Linked DNA regions of Mus musculus: regions 2 and 3 are each linked to region 1. A link is a contact called in public HiChIP or PLAC-seq and promoter capture Hi-C data. All regions are on one chromosome and are shown on one strand. The core of a region is the stretch at or near the end of the contact, and the rest is flanking DNA. Distances in the headings are between cores, read along the strand shown.

Region 1 (4,720 bases), core at 676-3,175:
CTCAGTTCCTCTATCTGGAAGATGGCTGTGGCCCCAAATTGTCCAGGCTCCCCAAATCAGAAGACCCCAAGGCTTCTGCCCCTTGGGGGAGATGGATGGGTAAAAGTACCCACTCCTGCAAGCTTCACCCTAATGGCCCCCTCTGCAGTCTTTACTCCCCACTATCCCCACCCCCACCCCCAACCAGGAGACCAAGATGGCAACAGGCAAGAAGTGATAGGCTCTGGATCTCTTCCCTCTCTAGGACTGTTAAACAGCTGGAGCTTAATAAATGCTGACTTGTTCACATTGAAACAGTCCCTTCAGCCCTGTCCACCCAAGGATTTGGGAGAGGGACCTCTGTGTACCCCCCCCCTTAATGGCTCATATACAATGCCACTCACTTTCCTCCAAGATCCTCTTCTCTGGGGGGGGGGGGGCAGCATGAAAGGGGAAAATGAGGAACAGAAAAGGATCTGTGCAGCCCCGGGCATGGACCACCACGCCTGTCACACAGCCAGTGCACTGTGGACATCAGATTCTTGGTTTGCTTTGTTTCCAGCCTGATAGCCCAAGCCATTGGTGGGGGCATCCCTTGAGTGAGCGTCAGAGCCCATGGGTGACTCAAGCTCCAGAACAAATGCCAATAACCCTCCCTGGCAGTGAGCAGGGCAAGGGAGGCAGGGGCTGAGGCTGAGTGAAGACACCCTCCTAACACAAGGTCCCCCCAGAGTCTGGCATGGCCACCCTGGTAATCGGTAATCTCTTCTCCACAAACCCAAGGGGTCTTGTTCCCAGGTGCTTTGTGCCTGTAGGGTGCCATCCATGTACCCCTTCTGTCCCCCTTCACTGTCTGCAGGTGGGAAAGGGAGAGAGAGAGAGAGAGAGAGAGAGAGAGAGAGAGAGAGAGAGAGAGAGAGAGAGAGAGATCCTAGGCTAGCTATCTCAGTCTGAAAAAAAAAAAAAAACCCCAAACCCAAGCTGGTCTAGAGATGACCAGTCTCAGACAAGACATCCTTAGACCCCAGAGATATTGGGGACAGGAAGTAGCCAATTACACGGGACTTAGGAGGAATTTTCCCCTCTCTCTTCCCCCCCTCTCTGTCATCTTTTCCATGTGTAGCCCTGACTGTCCTTGAATCCAGTTCTGTAGACCAGGCTGACCTTGAACTCAGAAATCCACCTGCCTCTGCCTCCCAAGTGCCGAGATTAAAGGCATGTGCCACTACACCGGACCTTGGAGGAATTTATGTTTGCTTTGATGCAAAGACTCACTATAAAGCCCTTGCCTGACTGGAACTTGCTACATAGACCAGGCTAGCCTCCAAATTAACGATCCACCTGCCTCTGTCTTCCCAATCCTGGGCCTAAAAACCACTAAAGTCCCTGTTAAGAAAGATTTCTGCAGGGCAATTACATTGCACAATTGAAGAAACAGAGGCCCAAATGCCCAAATGCCTGCTTTTCCTTGTGCTTGAGGCCAATGTGTGATTGTTCTGGGGACCTACTAATAGCCCCACTTCATCCCAAAAGAGGTTTTGAAATCTTTGTGTGCATACGGGGAAAACAGCCCATCTTTCTGAGAGTGTCAACAGAGTTGGGGGGCGTTTGTAGCCACACTTCAGGAACTGGGGGCGGGTAGGGGCAGAAGGGGGAATGTACAGGACAGAGAATCAAAGACGCTGATATGAGAACACACACACACACTCACTCACACTCACACAGAGCCAGGACTAGCGGTCCCCCACCCCAATCCCTCAGGTTCTTCTCAGGGCAAGGAGAATGGGGAGACCCAAGAAGCCAGCCTGGTGCTCCAAGGGGTTTGGCGGGTGCAGGCGGAGCGATGGGCGGGGGCGCTGACGTCAGACCCGGGCCGGGGCGCCGGCGGCGGCCGCCCCGCCACATCCTGGTGGCCGCTGCTCGCAGCAGCCGAAGCCGAGCGAGAGCACTGAACAAGCGGGACAGTAGCAGCCGCCGCCACCAGGAGCGTCGGCCAGTGCGTGGGGACCATGCTGCGGCCTTGAGCACACACGAAGAGGACACCCAGGATGGAGTTGAGCTTGGAGAGCCTCGGGGGGCTGCACGGGGTGACACACGCGCAAGCCGGCGAGCTGCTGAGCCCGGGCCACGCGCGCTCCGCCGCGGCCCAACACCGAAGCCTAGTGGCATCGGGGCGCCCAGGCCTGGTGGCCGGCATGGCTAGCCTGCTGGACGGTGGTGGCGCCGGGGGCGGGGGCGCCGGGGGCGCGGGGGCTGCAGGGGCCGCGGGTGGTGGCCCTGACTTCCGTGGGGAGCTGGCTGGCCCCCTGCACCCGGCCATGGGTATGGCGTGCGAGGCCCCAGGTTTGGGTGGCACCTACACCACGCTCACGCCCTTGCAGCACCTGCCGCCGCTGGCCGCCGTGGCCGATAAGTTCCACCAGCACGCGGTGGCTGGGGCGCACGGAGGCCATCCACACGCTCACCCTCACCCGGCCACCGCGCCGCCACCGCCCCCTCCGCAGCGCCTGGCGGCCAGCGTGAGCGGCAGCTTCACCCTCATGCGCGACGAGCGGGCGGCGCTGGCCTCGGTGGGCCACCTCTACGGGCCTTATGGCAAGGAGCTGCCCACCATGGGGTCGCCACTGTCGCCGCTGCCCAGCGCGCTGCCCCCCGCTCTGCACAGCGCCCCGCAGCCGCCGCCGCCGCCACCGCTCGCCGCTTACGGGGCTCCGGGCCACCTGGCCGGGGACAAACTACTGCCACCTGCCGCCTTCGAGCCACACGCGGCGCTTCTGGGGCGCGCAGAGGACGCGCTGGCCCGAGGGCTGCCTGGAGGCGGCGGCGGCGCGGGAGGCGGCGGGGCGGCCGGCGGGGCGGCCGCGGGTTTGCTGGCTCCGCTGGGCGGGCTGGCTGCGGCCGGGGCGCACGGGCCTCACTCAGGCGGCGGTGGCCCCGGAGGGGGCGGTGGCGCTGGCGGCGGCAGCGGCGGCCCGGGAGCCGGCGCTGCAGCCGAAGAGATCAACACCAAAGAGGTGGCCCAGCGCATCACCGCCGAGCTGAAGCGCTACAGCATCCCGCAGGCCATCTTCGCGCAGCGCATCCTGTGCCGCTCGCAGGGCACGCTCTCCGACCTGCTGCGCAACCCGAAGCCCTGGAGCAAGCTCAAATCCGGCCGCGAGACCTTCCGCAGGATGTGGAAGTGGCTGCAGGAGCCGGAGTTCCAGCGCATGTCGGCGCTGCGCCTGGCAGGTAGGGACAAGGGCCCCTGAGGCTCGATCCTGGGGGACATGGTTGGCACAGGATGAAGGACCTTGGCTAGTGCGTCCTGCCAGCCTAGAGGGGGGAAACTGTAGCCTCTGAGGCTGACCCGGGGTCTGCATCGCCGAGTGTCACTAATAGAAAGAGGGCAAATACAATTATTGTTTCCGTCCCTATTCTTTTAGGGACTGTGTAGGGTGTCTAGTGTCTTTGAGGCTGATGTAGACATAGGGTGCTAAACTAAAACAGCCCTCGCGTGGCTCCGTGTGTGCGCGTGTATGCGCGCGTCTGTAGCACGTTCCTTGGGTTCACGATCCCCTGCGATCAGAGGTGCCACTCCCCTCGTCCCCAAACATCCTGCAAGAGGGACCAAAGGCGCCCTCTCTCCACCCAGTCACAAAGCTCTAGGTGCTGACTAGACTCAGCCAAGGCCTGGCCACCGCTCTGCCCCCAGCCCCAGCACCACCACCACCACCGAGCTCTCTTCCTATGCAGCTCAGCCTCTGCCGACGATCGATCCGCTAGTCCCCCATCCCTCCCCCCTCTGGCCGTTGGCAAAGGTCATTTGAGATTGGGGGAGGGGCAGCCCTTGGGACCCTGGGCTCAGTGGCATCCACCAGAGGCCTTCACACCCCCCCCCCCCCGTGGCTCCCAGGGCCTCACTCCCTCCTGTTTTCCTGTCCCCCCTTTCTACTTCTCTCCACGGGGACAAATTGCTGTCCCTCTCTTCGAGCTGCCTCTTCGGTACCCAGTCCAGTCTCTCTTTATTCTTTTCTTCTCTTGCGCCTTGCCTGAGTCTCTCCCACACACAGAAGCATGCGAGCCAGCCCCTGGGGGACCCGTTGTCTCCTCCTTTGGTCTAACCTGTCCCCTCCCACCCCAGCGAGGAATGTGGGGGTGTGCCATAGACCCTACATCCTCCGTGATTGGGAAGGGGTGTCAGGAGGCCGGTGGTCTGGGCAGAGCGTTTTTTCTATGGCGTAGTGGGGAGGGGGCTGTGCACCCCGTTCCAGGGACAATAGCGGTTTCCAGAGCCTCATCGATCCCTCTGCATACAAACACAGAGAGGGGCGGGGCAGCCGGGACTCAAGAGAGGCGCCCCTAAGGCAGGAGCTGAGAACTGGGTTGACTGTACCCCTCAGACCACACTACAAGCCTGTGTGGGGTGCAGAGAAGCAGGGGCCCCTGGGCGTAGCGGGGGGGTAGATAGACGTGGGTTTGGTTGGAGCCTGTGCTACTTGCTCTATCTGTGGATTCTAAGCCCACTGTGCAGGCTGGCACACACACAGACCCACTTTAGTTTCCCCTTCCTCTGGAGTCTTTAGTGGGATAACTCAGTGATGAGATGCGCCCTGTCTTTGGGCTTTTGGGGCCATGCATTCCTGGGGGGTGGGCAGGTGGCACTGGAAGACATTAGGATAAACACACACACAGGTTTATCTGAAGAGCCCTGTTGCTAGTGAGGGACACAAGGACACCTGCCCCAGAACACAGCCCCTAT
Region 2 (4,720 bases), core at 842-3,341, 250 kb before region 1:
TGCATCCTAGCAGCACACAAGCTGCCTTCACGCTGAAGGGCAGTGGTTGGGAGATGTTTCAGTCCCAGAACACCTGACTCGTATGTACAATGGTGAGCTCTAGCACCGGTAGATCTCACACATACACACGAAATATTTAATATCTAGTATGGCTCAGCTGGCTGTGGCCTACTTCGGCTGTCTCTGAACCAACTTTTTATGTTTTCTGTAAATCTAAAATTCTAGATGGGCAGGGTAGGGTTGAAGCCAGAGGCCAGTCTGGGTTAAAAAGTGAAGCTCTGACTCAAAATTGAGCAAACGAACAAACAAAAACCTAAAAGTTTATTTTTCTCTAGTCCATAGTTCTCTCCAGCCATACCCAGCCTTGTAAAACACACACACACACACACACACACACCCCAAAATAAATAAATCACTGAACAAGTGGAAATTAGTGGAAGAGAGTGCTACATGTATATGATTCTATTCAGTTTACAAATGGGGAAAATGAGACTCCTGCCCAGGCGTTACTGACTTTCTACCAAATGACAGCCACCTCCCATCCCTTAATGCCAAGCCAAGCGCTCTGGAAATAAGAGGCAGGGATAATGTGTGTGTGCGTGCTCATGTGTGTGTGTGTCTGCGAGTGTGTGTGCTCATGCAAATGTGCAGCATGAGCCATTGGTACCCATGCCTGGGACAACTTTCGGACTCCAGTTCTCTCCTGCCACCTTGTGGGATCTAGAGATCTAACTCAGGTCTAGCAGCAGTCAACTGCTTTTATCCACTGAACCAGTTCAGACCTTTATCATTCTCATTATCATGGTTGGCCTTGAGTTTGCTGTCTAGCCAAGGACTCCTAACTCTCCTGCCTCAACCTCCCCAGGGCTGGAATGACAGGCACGCCACACATGCCTTGTTTATGTGGTGCCGAGGTGGAACCAGGGTCTTCTGCGTGATAGGAGAGAGTGCTCACTAACCACCTACATTTATTCATTTTACTTTATTATTTTATGTGTGGGTGTTTTGACTGCATGCATGCCTGGTGCCTGGAGAGATCAAAAGAGCCATCAGAGACCCATGAATTGGAGTTTTAGAAGGTTATGGGATGCTGGGAATTGAATTCCCATTCTTTTGAAAGAGGAACCAATGCTCTGCTGAGCCATTTTAAAAAAATGTTACCTTTGGGAGGCAGAGGCAGGTGAATTTCTGAGTTCAAGGCCAGCCTGGTTTACAGAGTGAGTTCCAGGACAGCCAGGACTATACAGAGAAACCCTGTCTCGAAAAACCAAAAAAGAAAAAAAAAAAAAAGTTACTTAACAACATCATTACCAACAACAATAATAATTTTGGCTTTTTGAGAGGAAGAACTTGTCCTCGTACACATCCTCCTGCTTCTCTGGGGTGCTAGTCTGACAGGTGTGTAAACAATTCACCCCGATACTTTTACATTTCATAGTCAGTAATGGCTTTAGACCTATTAATTGGAAGAATGCAGGACTGATTGCTAATATGTAAATAGAACGTAAAAGTTCAACATTGGATTGGACTAATTCAAGACTGTGGTTCAAAACGAATCAAAAATCTCAAAAACGGAAGACAGGTTCATCAATGAGTTAAAAACACTTGCCGAAACCCGGGATCGAACCAGGGACCTTTAGATCTTCAGTCTAACGCTCTCCCAACTGAGCTATTTCGGCGACGCGCTGTTTGTCGGTAACACCCTCCCTCCGCCCCGTGCCATTGCTTTAGCGCGCAAGCGCACTTCACAATTTGTCTGTCAAACCTTGTAGGGTTATACTATAAGCAGCTGACTAATGTCGTCTCTGTGGCGCAATCGGTTAGCGCGTTCGGCTGTTAACCGAAAGGTTGGTGGTTCGAGCCCACCCAGGGACGACCACAGCGACTTTTTCATTCCCTAATACTGAATAAAGTGGAAGTTCTTTATTTTGTCGCTGTTTCCTGTTTGTCACAGGACGACCGTGGCGCACTCTGCGCGGACGCGACCACAGGTATAAAGCGGGTCAGAACCACTCGGCTTGTGGTGCGGGTTTCCGCTGGTGTCTATTTGGGCGTTGGACTAGAACCGGAACTCTTTGGAGGACGGACCGCAGAGGTTGTCTGAAGGCCGAGGCCAAGATGGCGGCGCTGGCGGGTGAGTGAAGCCCTTGCGGTCGGGAGAGTGGCGTAGTCCTGGGCTCCGAGCTGGCGCTGCGGGGACCTTGGAGCCCAAGCCTAGTGTTGAGAGGCGTTGGGACCGTAGAGACCTATAGGTCAGATCCCAGCCCTCGGTAATGTCGGTGTCTAGCATTAGGCCGAAGCATGTTTGAATTCACGTTACACAGTTCTGCATGGTCTACATAGCAAGTTGCAGGCCTCCTGCTATCGTCCCTGATTATAGTCGGGAACGCTGAGGCCTGTGTATCTTCCAACCTCAGGAAGCTGACTGCAGAAACCCGGCTGATGTCCCCGAAGCACAGAGTGGGACAGGGGAGAGGCCCAGGACACTTAGGCCACCCACCCGGTGGCTCTTTCCATCTCATCCCCAACCTGGACAGCTAGCAAGGGCCTCTAGAGCAGATGTCTTAGTTTCCCTGCCAAAGCTTTGGTGTCTTTCTCTTTATGTACAGGGATTAAACACCTGTGCAGTTTGGTAGACGTGAGCGACAGTTGCTAAGTGGAACCTCCCATCGCCTAGCAGGTTGCAGTGTTAACATAAGGAGTGGGAGAACTCAGGAAGTCGGGTCTAACTCCTTCTGTGTTTTGTTGTTGCTTTGAGACAGTGTCTGATGGGTCCTAGCTCAAACTCTATACTGTGGGTGATCTTGAAGGCTTCATCCGAATGCCTTCACTGCTAATGCTGGGATGGCAGGTGTGCACAGTCAAGCCCATTTATACAGCACCAGGGATGGAACTAAGAGCTTGGTGCATGCCAGGCAGGGACTCTGCCAACACAACTCCAGCCCCAAATGCCTGCTTTGGAGACAGGATCTCATGTATAAGAGGCTGACTTTGAACTCCTGATCCTCCAGGCTCTGACCCCAAATACTAGGATGACAGACTTACTACTATACCCAACATTATTTTTTCTTTTAAAGATAGGGTCTTCCTGTGTGGCCTAGAGTCATATCAAACTCATGTTCCTGCTACAGTCTCTCATTGCTGGGGTTACAGACCCCACCACTGTACCCAGCCCAGCTGTGATGTAGCCCCCTTGAAGAGTGGAGGGCTTGGTGATTCGTGGTGTTGACTGCTGGCGCCTGAATTCACTCAGGCTCAGCTGTGATCTTGCTGGTGACAGTTAATAGACCTTACTGTGGTCCTATTTGAAGGAGAAACTAACACCTTAGAGACAACAAGGAGGATGTTTGCTGTAAGGCATTGTACTGTACAGCTGTGATCCCATCCCTTGGGACGCTGAGGCAGGATGAGCCTAGCCTGGGCTATACTGGATCCCTGCTTCAAAAGAAGGGCACTAAGATTTCTGGGAGTTCCAGGCCGGCCATGGATACATAGTAATACCATTTTAAAAGGCAGGAAGAGGAGGAGGCCTGGAGATGTGGTCCAGTGTTAAAACATTCACTGAATGTGTTCAGGGCCCCACATTTCATTCCCAGCATGACAGCACAGAAATCTGGTCTGAGCCAGACTTGTGCTTCATGCAGTCCTAGCTGCTCAGAAGGCTCTCCTGAGGTCAGAGTTCAGAAGCAGCTTAGGCAACACAAAGAGACCCTATGCCAGTTAAAACAAACACCTGCTGCTGGCACCTCCAGCCACTTAGTAGGGCATTTACTTTGCTGAAAGTTTATCCAAAGCCTTAAGTTTTTAGATGGGGAAGATCAGGCCTGGTGTGTGCCACTCAGTCAGAAAGTCTAGAGTCTGCAGTAGTCTGTCTTTGGTCTAAGCAGTCGTGACCTTGGGAAGCAGTAGCCCTGAGCAAGGCTGAAGTCAGTGAGGAGGGCTGAGGCAGAAGAAGGAGTGTGGAAAGCCACCGTCAGCCCAGCCCCGAGTGTGGGAGGCAGGATAATCCCCATGTCATGGTGGGTGTCTCTCTCCCAGTCCCACCTTTCTGTCATGGAGGGGCAGTCCCAGATGAGACCCCCTCCCACTTTCTTCCTCCAAGACAGGATCTTGCTATGTAATTCTAGCTGACTGGAACTTGGTATGTAGACCAGGCTAGCTCGAACTCACAGAGCTCCCTCCACCTTCCTCTGCATCCTGAGTGATGGGATTCAAGGTGTGCACCCCCAAGCTTGGTCCCAGATGACAGAAATTTATCTTGTATTCCTTGAACTTGGAGTCCAAGATCAGAGTGTCACAGGGCTGGGGTTTCGTGAGCTCACAGATATGACCCCCTCTATCCTCATGAGGCTATCCTAGTCATCTTTATATCCTACCCGTGGTTGGTTTTGTTTGTTTTTGTGTTTTTAAATGCTGTTTGGGATTTTCTAGAGTCTGTTCCCATGTAAGCCAGGCTGTTCTAGGACATGCAGACCCCTGCCTCTGTCTCCAAAGTGCTAGGATGACAGTTGTACATCTTCAGACCTGACCCACACCCGCCCTTACAAAGAATATCCATCCTGCTATGTCTGGGCACATCTTAGTGACCTCATTGTAGCTTTTTTTTTTGCCTCTGGAAAGGCTTATGCATACAATGACATTCCGTTCTGAGATGCTGGGGCAACATGCTCATACATACAGTTGCATTCCAAGGTGCTCAGATAAAGATTCCAATACATAA
Region 3 (4,720 bases), core at 1,605-4,104, 160 kb before region 1:
CTTTTAAAAAGTAACAGTGGAACCCGGCATGGTGGCGCACGCCTTTAATCCCAGCACTCGGGAGGCAGAGGCAGGCAGATTTCTGAGTTCGAGGCCAGACTGGTCTACAGAGTGAGTTCCAGGACAGCCAGGGCTATACAGAGAAACCCTGTTTCAAAGGAGGTGGCAGTGACTTCTTTAATCCCAGCACTCAGGAGGCAGAGGCAGGCTGCTCTGAGTTCCCAGGACAGCCAGGGCTACACAGCAAAACCTTAGCTCGAAAATTAAACAACAACAAAGTAACTGTGGGAGTCAGTGTTCTCCTTCTACTTGGATCTGGGGATTGAGCTCAGCTAGGTTGGGCAGCTAGCACCTTTGCCCTCTGAGCCATCTCATTGTCTATTTCTCTGTTTTCAGAGATGAGGTCTCATGTAGTCCAGGCTAGCCTCAAACTCTATGTAACTGAGGATAACTTTGAATTCCTGATCCTCCTGCCTCCACTTCTCCATGTGCATGACTGGAGTGTGCTACCATGCCTGGGTGGTGCTGGGATGGAACACAGAACTTCCGTCCCACCATCCACTCTACCCACTGAACCTTTTAGCTCCTATCCCCTCCGTTTTCGTCCAACATCACCACACCTACTGCCCAGCTGGCCTACAGCAGTCAGCCTGCTCCTCTCAAAGCTACAACTAGGAAGGCAGGAAAAAGTCTTGTCTTCTACCCCAGGGCCTTTCCATGTGCTGTTTATCAGCCCAAAGCATCTCCTGTGCCCTTCTCCTTACACCCCATCTTAGTCTCTCTCAGGAGCCATGTTCTTCTGGGTGACCATCTCTGTCCATCTATCCACTTCTATTTATCTTCATTCTCTTCCTTCAGAGGCTTGGCTTCTAAAGACACTGAGTCCCTGTGGTGGTTTGAATGAGAATGGCCCCTACCTTTTATACTTGGCTGGGTTCCCAGTAGGTGAACCTGTTTAAGAAGGTCTATCGCTATCACTGGGAGGTGGGTGGTGGGCTTGGAGGTTTCAGAAGCCCATGTCCTTTCCAGCTAGCTCTCCCTTCCCCTTGTGAACTATCAGCACCACCTTGACCCCTCCTGCTATGCTCCCTGACATACTGGCCATGGCCTCACCCTCTGAGTCCAATAAGCTCCAATAAAGTCTTCCTTCTGGAAGTTGCTTTGGTCATGGTATTTGTCATAGCAATAGCTAAGATAGGTCCCAGTGCAGGTGATCCCCTCTCTAACGTATCCTGTAACCCTCTATGGCTCATACCACACCTCCATGCCTGTTTTTTGACTGCCATCTAAGAGTTGTTCCCAGTGGCAGACTGGCCTAATGTGGACAGGACACCTACAGAAGCACCAAAAACTTGGGCTCTGCCCCTGGTTCTGCACACTCACCGACTCCAGCTCCCCTGTGTGCTGAAATGGACCGGTTCCCTTCCCTACATCCTGTGGCTTGCAGGGGGGGAAAGGACCAGTGCATGAGACCTTCCATTCAGGACAACAGGGCAAGGGTTTATCTGAGTCCCCCTGGATATTAAGTTGTGTTACATATGCGCCTAGCTCACACATGGCTTCCCCAACTAGGCCCCACTTCACACAGGCCACTCATAGCAGGAACGGTGACAGAAGGCTACTGGTTGGGACACAGCATCCACGAGCACTCTCACCTTGGGATCTTTCTTCAGTCGTAGACGATGGCCCCAGTGTGGAGTCAGGGACTGCTGGGCCACACCCCGGTGCCGCAGATGGAAATACTGGTCGTCAGGGAAGATCTGGGAATGCGACGGACAACAGGGGCATAGCTGGGACCCTGCTCCTTTGATAGGATCTCCACGACTTTATACACCTCAGCCAGGGGTCCATATGACAGCCACAGAATCCCAAATTGAACATGGAGGGGCACACAGATACATATTTGGGGAGGTCTTGGGGACACCCTCCCATTTGTCCAGATCTGAGGTTGTCCAGACCCACACCCCACGTCCCACCCACCTGTCCCAGGTTGACGAAGCCAAATTTACGGGCCAGGCGCTCAGCTTCCTGGTAACCTTTGGTCACCCGCACTGCCCAGCTGCTGACATAGATGGGGGCCTGGGCTGAGGCCCACCTCACAGCCAGGAGGGCCAAAGTCAAAGTCAGACCCAGCCACAGCTCTGTCTGGGAGGGCCGCATAGCGGGGGGCGGGGCGGGGGCGGGGCTTCAGGAAGCACTCCCAGCCTGGACACCATAGCAACGCGAAGCTGTCAACTCCCAAGGGGCCTTGCGCTTCCTTCCTCCCCCACCCCCTCCCCACCTGGGAGGGGTGGGAATATTCCACTAGGAGTGACACATTCATAGGGACCTAAGCCTTCGGGAACCTCACTTTCTCCACCTATACAAGGACAACCCCTCCATCTGCCCTTAGGAGCAGGTTCAAGGTAACAGGTGCCTTCAACCTTTATTTGGCCCCGCCCACTTTTCTCCACGCCCCCTCCTTCGTGATCAGCTTCGTTTTTCCAGTGTAGTCCCGCCTCCTTTCTGGTCTGTCCAATCAGCGCTGATCTTTACCAGGCTCCGCCCATCTGTTCCTCAACTAGCTCCACCCACGTCAATCGCTCTCCGTCAATAATCTACCGCTTGTCCAATCACTATCGTGCCACACCCTCTTGACCAATCAACACGCCATCACCCTGGGGCCCCGCCCCCTCGGGACTCCTCGCTGCCGCCCCGGCCCTCACCCTGGCCAGAGGGCCATGCGGCCGGGGAGACGGGGCAGGCCCCACCTCCTTTGTCCGCCCTGCCCTCCCATTGGCCAGAGCCGGGGGGCGGGGGCGGAGCCAGGGTCCGGGGCCGAAAGCACTGGGCCGGGGGCGGGGCCGGGCGGTGGGCGGGTGGTGAAAGTGCGCTCTCGGCGGCGCCGGTGCGCGAGGTTGCGGGCGTGCTTCAGTGGCCTGCCCCGCGCCCGCCGCTGCCATGGACGGTCTGCGCCAGCGCTTCGAACGTTTTCTGGAACAGAAGAACGTGGCCACCGAAGCGCTCGGGGCGCTCGAAGCAAGGACCGGTGTAGAGAAGCGGTATCTCGCCGCGGGTGAGCCTGGAGAGGGGTGCATGTCACTTGGTTCCCAACGGGCACCATGAGGTCCTGGGTCCCATCACTGGAAAGGACTCATGTCATGGGTTCTAGACGAGCTCCAGGAGGCCCTGGGAATGCAGGCTTGGCTCCCGGGTCCTATCCCTGTATAAGTTGCAGGACCCAAGTTCTGACTGGGCATCTTGAAGTTTGGGTGCCCTCACCCTGGAAGGAGTTTACATCTTAGGTTTTCTACGGGGTTTGGGAGGTCCTGAGAGTTCATTCCTAGCTGCAGCATCCCATCTCTAAGATGGACCCTTATACCAGGCATCGTGAGGTTCTGGGAACTCTGACCTGGAAGGTGTGCACATCCTAGGTTCCTGAGGGCCTCTACAAGGCCATAAGGACTCAGACCTAGAAGGAGTGCATATCTTGGGTCCCTGATGGGCCTGGGAAAAGACCTCATGAGGTACTAGGCACCCAGACCAGACTGGGAAGAAATGCACAGCTGGGTCCCCAACAGGCAACCAAAATGTCCTAGGTGCCTATCTATGGAAGGGAAATACATTCTGGTTCCCCCAGGGACCCTGTTATTATTTGGGCATTCTGACCTACCTGTAGGGTCTCATCCTGGAATCCCAAGAAGGGGGATTTTCATTTGCCTGCTTCTCTTCCAAGGTCTTTGGAAAAGGGCACCCTAGGGTCCTACTGCAACTCTCCATGTGACCTGCCTCCTCTTGGGGCCCTGGCTGCATGCCAGGCCCCAAGTCTGGTTTCTCTGCAAGTCTGGTTTTTCCAGTGGCCCAGCTGGCCCCTAAGTGGATGGAAAAACAAGGGACAACAACCCCAGCCCTATCAGCCCATTGTGTGTACTCCTTCTCGAATATTCTCATGGAGAAAGTCCCCGTGGATCTCTGAGCCCTCTGAGGCCCAGGCTGGGAGGAGACTGACCCAGCACCCGGACACTAGGCTCTCTCTCTTCCTCCGTGCTTCAGCACAATAGCTTTGAGTCAATATTTGTTGATCTAAGGTAGTGGCTGGGATTTGGGGAGGGACTTGCAGGAAGGGACTATCCATCCAAGCACCTCAGCTGTTTTTAGGTCCATTCTTGTTCTAGACCCCTTCTGCAGTGTGGAAAGGGCCTTGGTGCATCATCTTTCTGAAATGATTTTAGGGACCTTCTTTTGGGGTCTTCAGAAACTTGCAGTGGTGTTCTGAAGTCCCCCTCCCTTCCTGAATCACAAGACCACGGCAACTCTGAGTGAAGGACATAAAGCCCTTTGCCACAGATCCCCAAAGTTCCACGTACTGTCACTTCCTCACCAGCTGGAGGGCAGGTGGGCTCCACCCGACCCCCCGTGTTTGTGTGGGGGTTCTGATATCTGTCCAGACTGCACCTGTGACTCAGCACCGTAAGACAGCCCATTTTCCCGCTGTGTGGCCCAGGTATAGGCCACAGCCTCTGTCCTGTCTTTCCACATCACTAGGCAAATTGCATCATAGTACCTTGGGGGGGGGGGCAGCCAGGAGGGGAACTAAGGCCTAGGTGGCAGGGGCTGTGTTGTGAAACCTGTCACCTGTCCTGTCCATTTGTCTCTGTGCCTTTGCTCCCTCCCTGCCCTAAGGCCTTTGTCCAAGGTTATCCTCTTCCTGCTGAGGTTGTAGTTAAAGAGATTGAGGGGA

What was found. HiChIP or PLAC-seq counts read pairs in DNA pulled down with a chosen protein or histone mark. Capture Hi-C pulls out chosen DNA fragments and counts their contacts.
Region 2: a promoter capture Hi-C map of pancreatic islet shows a contact between it and region 1. The contact joins the promoter of Ndufs7 here to the promoter of Onecut3 in region 1. A contact is called at or near these places in 2 of 115 datasets of contacts at active chromatin or transcription factors (memory CD8 T cells and pancreatic cancer cells) and 1 of 9 other capture datasets (pancreatic islet).
Region 3: a contact with region 1 is called in an HNF4G HiChIP or PLAC-seq map of pancreatic cancer cells. The contact joins the promoter of Reep6 here to the promoter of Onecut3 in region 1. A contact is called at or near these places in 1 of 39 promoter capture datasets (neural stem cells), 1 of 15 datasets of contacts at CTCF or cohesin (CD8 T cells), 5 of 484 Hi-C or Micro-C datasets (embryonic stem cells, epiblasts, induced pluripotent stem cells and 2 more), 6 of 115 datasets of contacts at active chromatin or transcription factors (the 230-238 cell line, embryonic stem cells, fetal liver and 3 more) and 3 of 9 other capture datasets (adipose tissue, liver and pancreatic islet).

What each region holds. Positions count from the first base shown.
Region 1 is chr10:80,492,981-80,497,700 of GRCm38.p6, forward strand. Onecut3 (one cut domain, family member 3) reads left to right here and starts at 1,926. Exons shown (of 2, transcript NM_139226.3): 1 at 1,926-3,210. The coding sequence starts at 2,028.
Region 2 is chr10:80,247,358-80,252,077 of GRCm38.p6, forward strand. Ndufs7 (NADH:ubiquinone oxidoreductase core subunit S7) reads left to right here and starts at 2,092. Exons shown (of 8, transcript NM_029272.4): 1 at 2,092-2,134. The coding sequence starts at 2,119. It overlaps n-TFgaa3 (a tRNA gene), which reads right to left and starts at 1,679; the gene lies at 1,607-1,679. n-TNgtt7 (a tRNA gene) reads left to right here and starts at 1,802; the gene lies at 1,802-1,875.
Region 3 is chr10:80,327,291-80,332,010 of GRCm38.p6, forward strand. Reep6 (receptor accessory protein 6) reads left to right here and starts at 2,855. Exons shown (of 5, transcript NM_001204931.1): 1 at 2,855-3,055. The coding sequence starts at 2,941. It overlaps Pcsk4 (proprotein convertase subtilisin/kexin type 4), which reads right to left and starts at 2,183. Exons shown (of 15, transcript NM_008793.2): 1 at 1,981-2,183; 2 at 1,656-1,760. The coding sequence starts at 2,160. It overlaps Gm51809 (a long non-coding RNA gene), which reads right to left. Exons shown (of 3, transcript XR_003949017.1): 2 at 3,653-3,851; 3 at 3,169-3,202.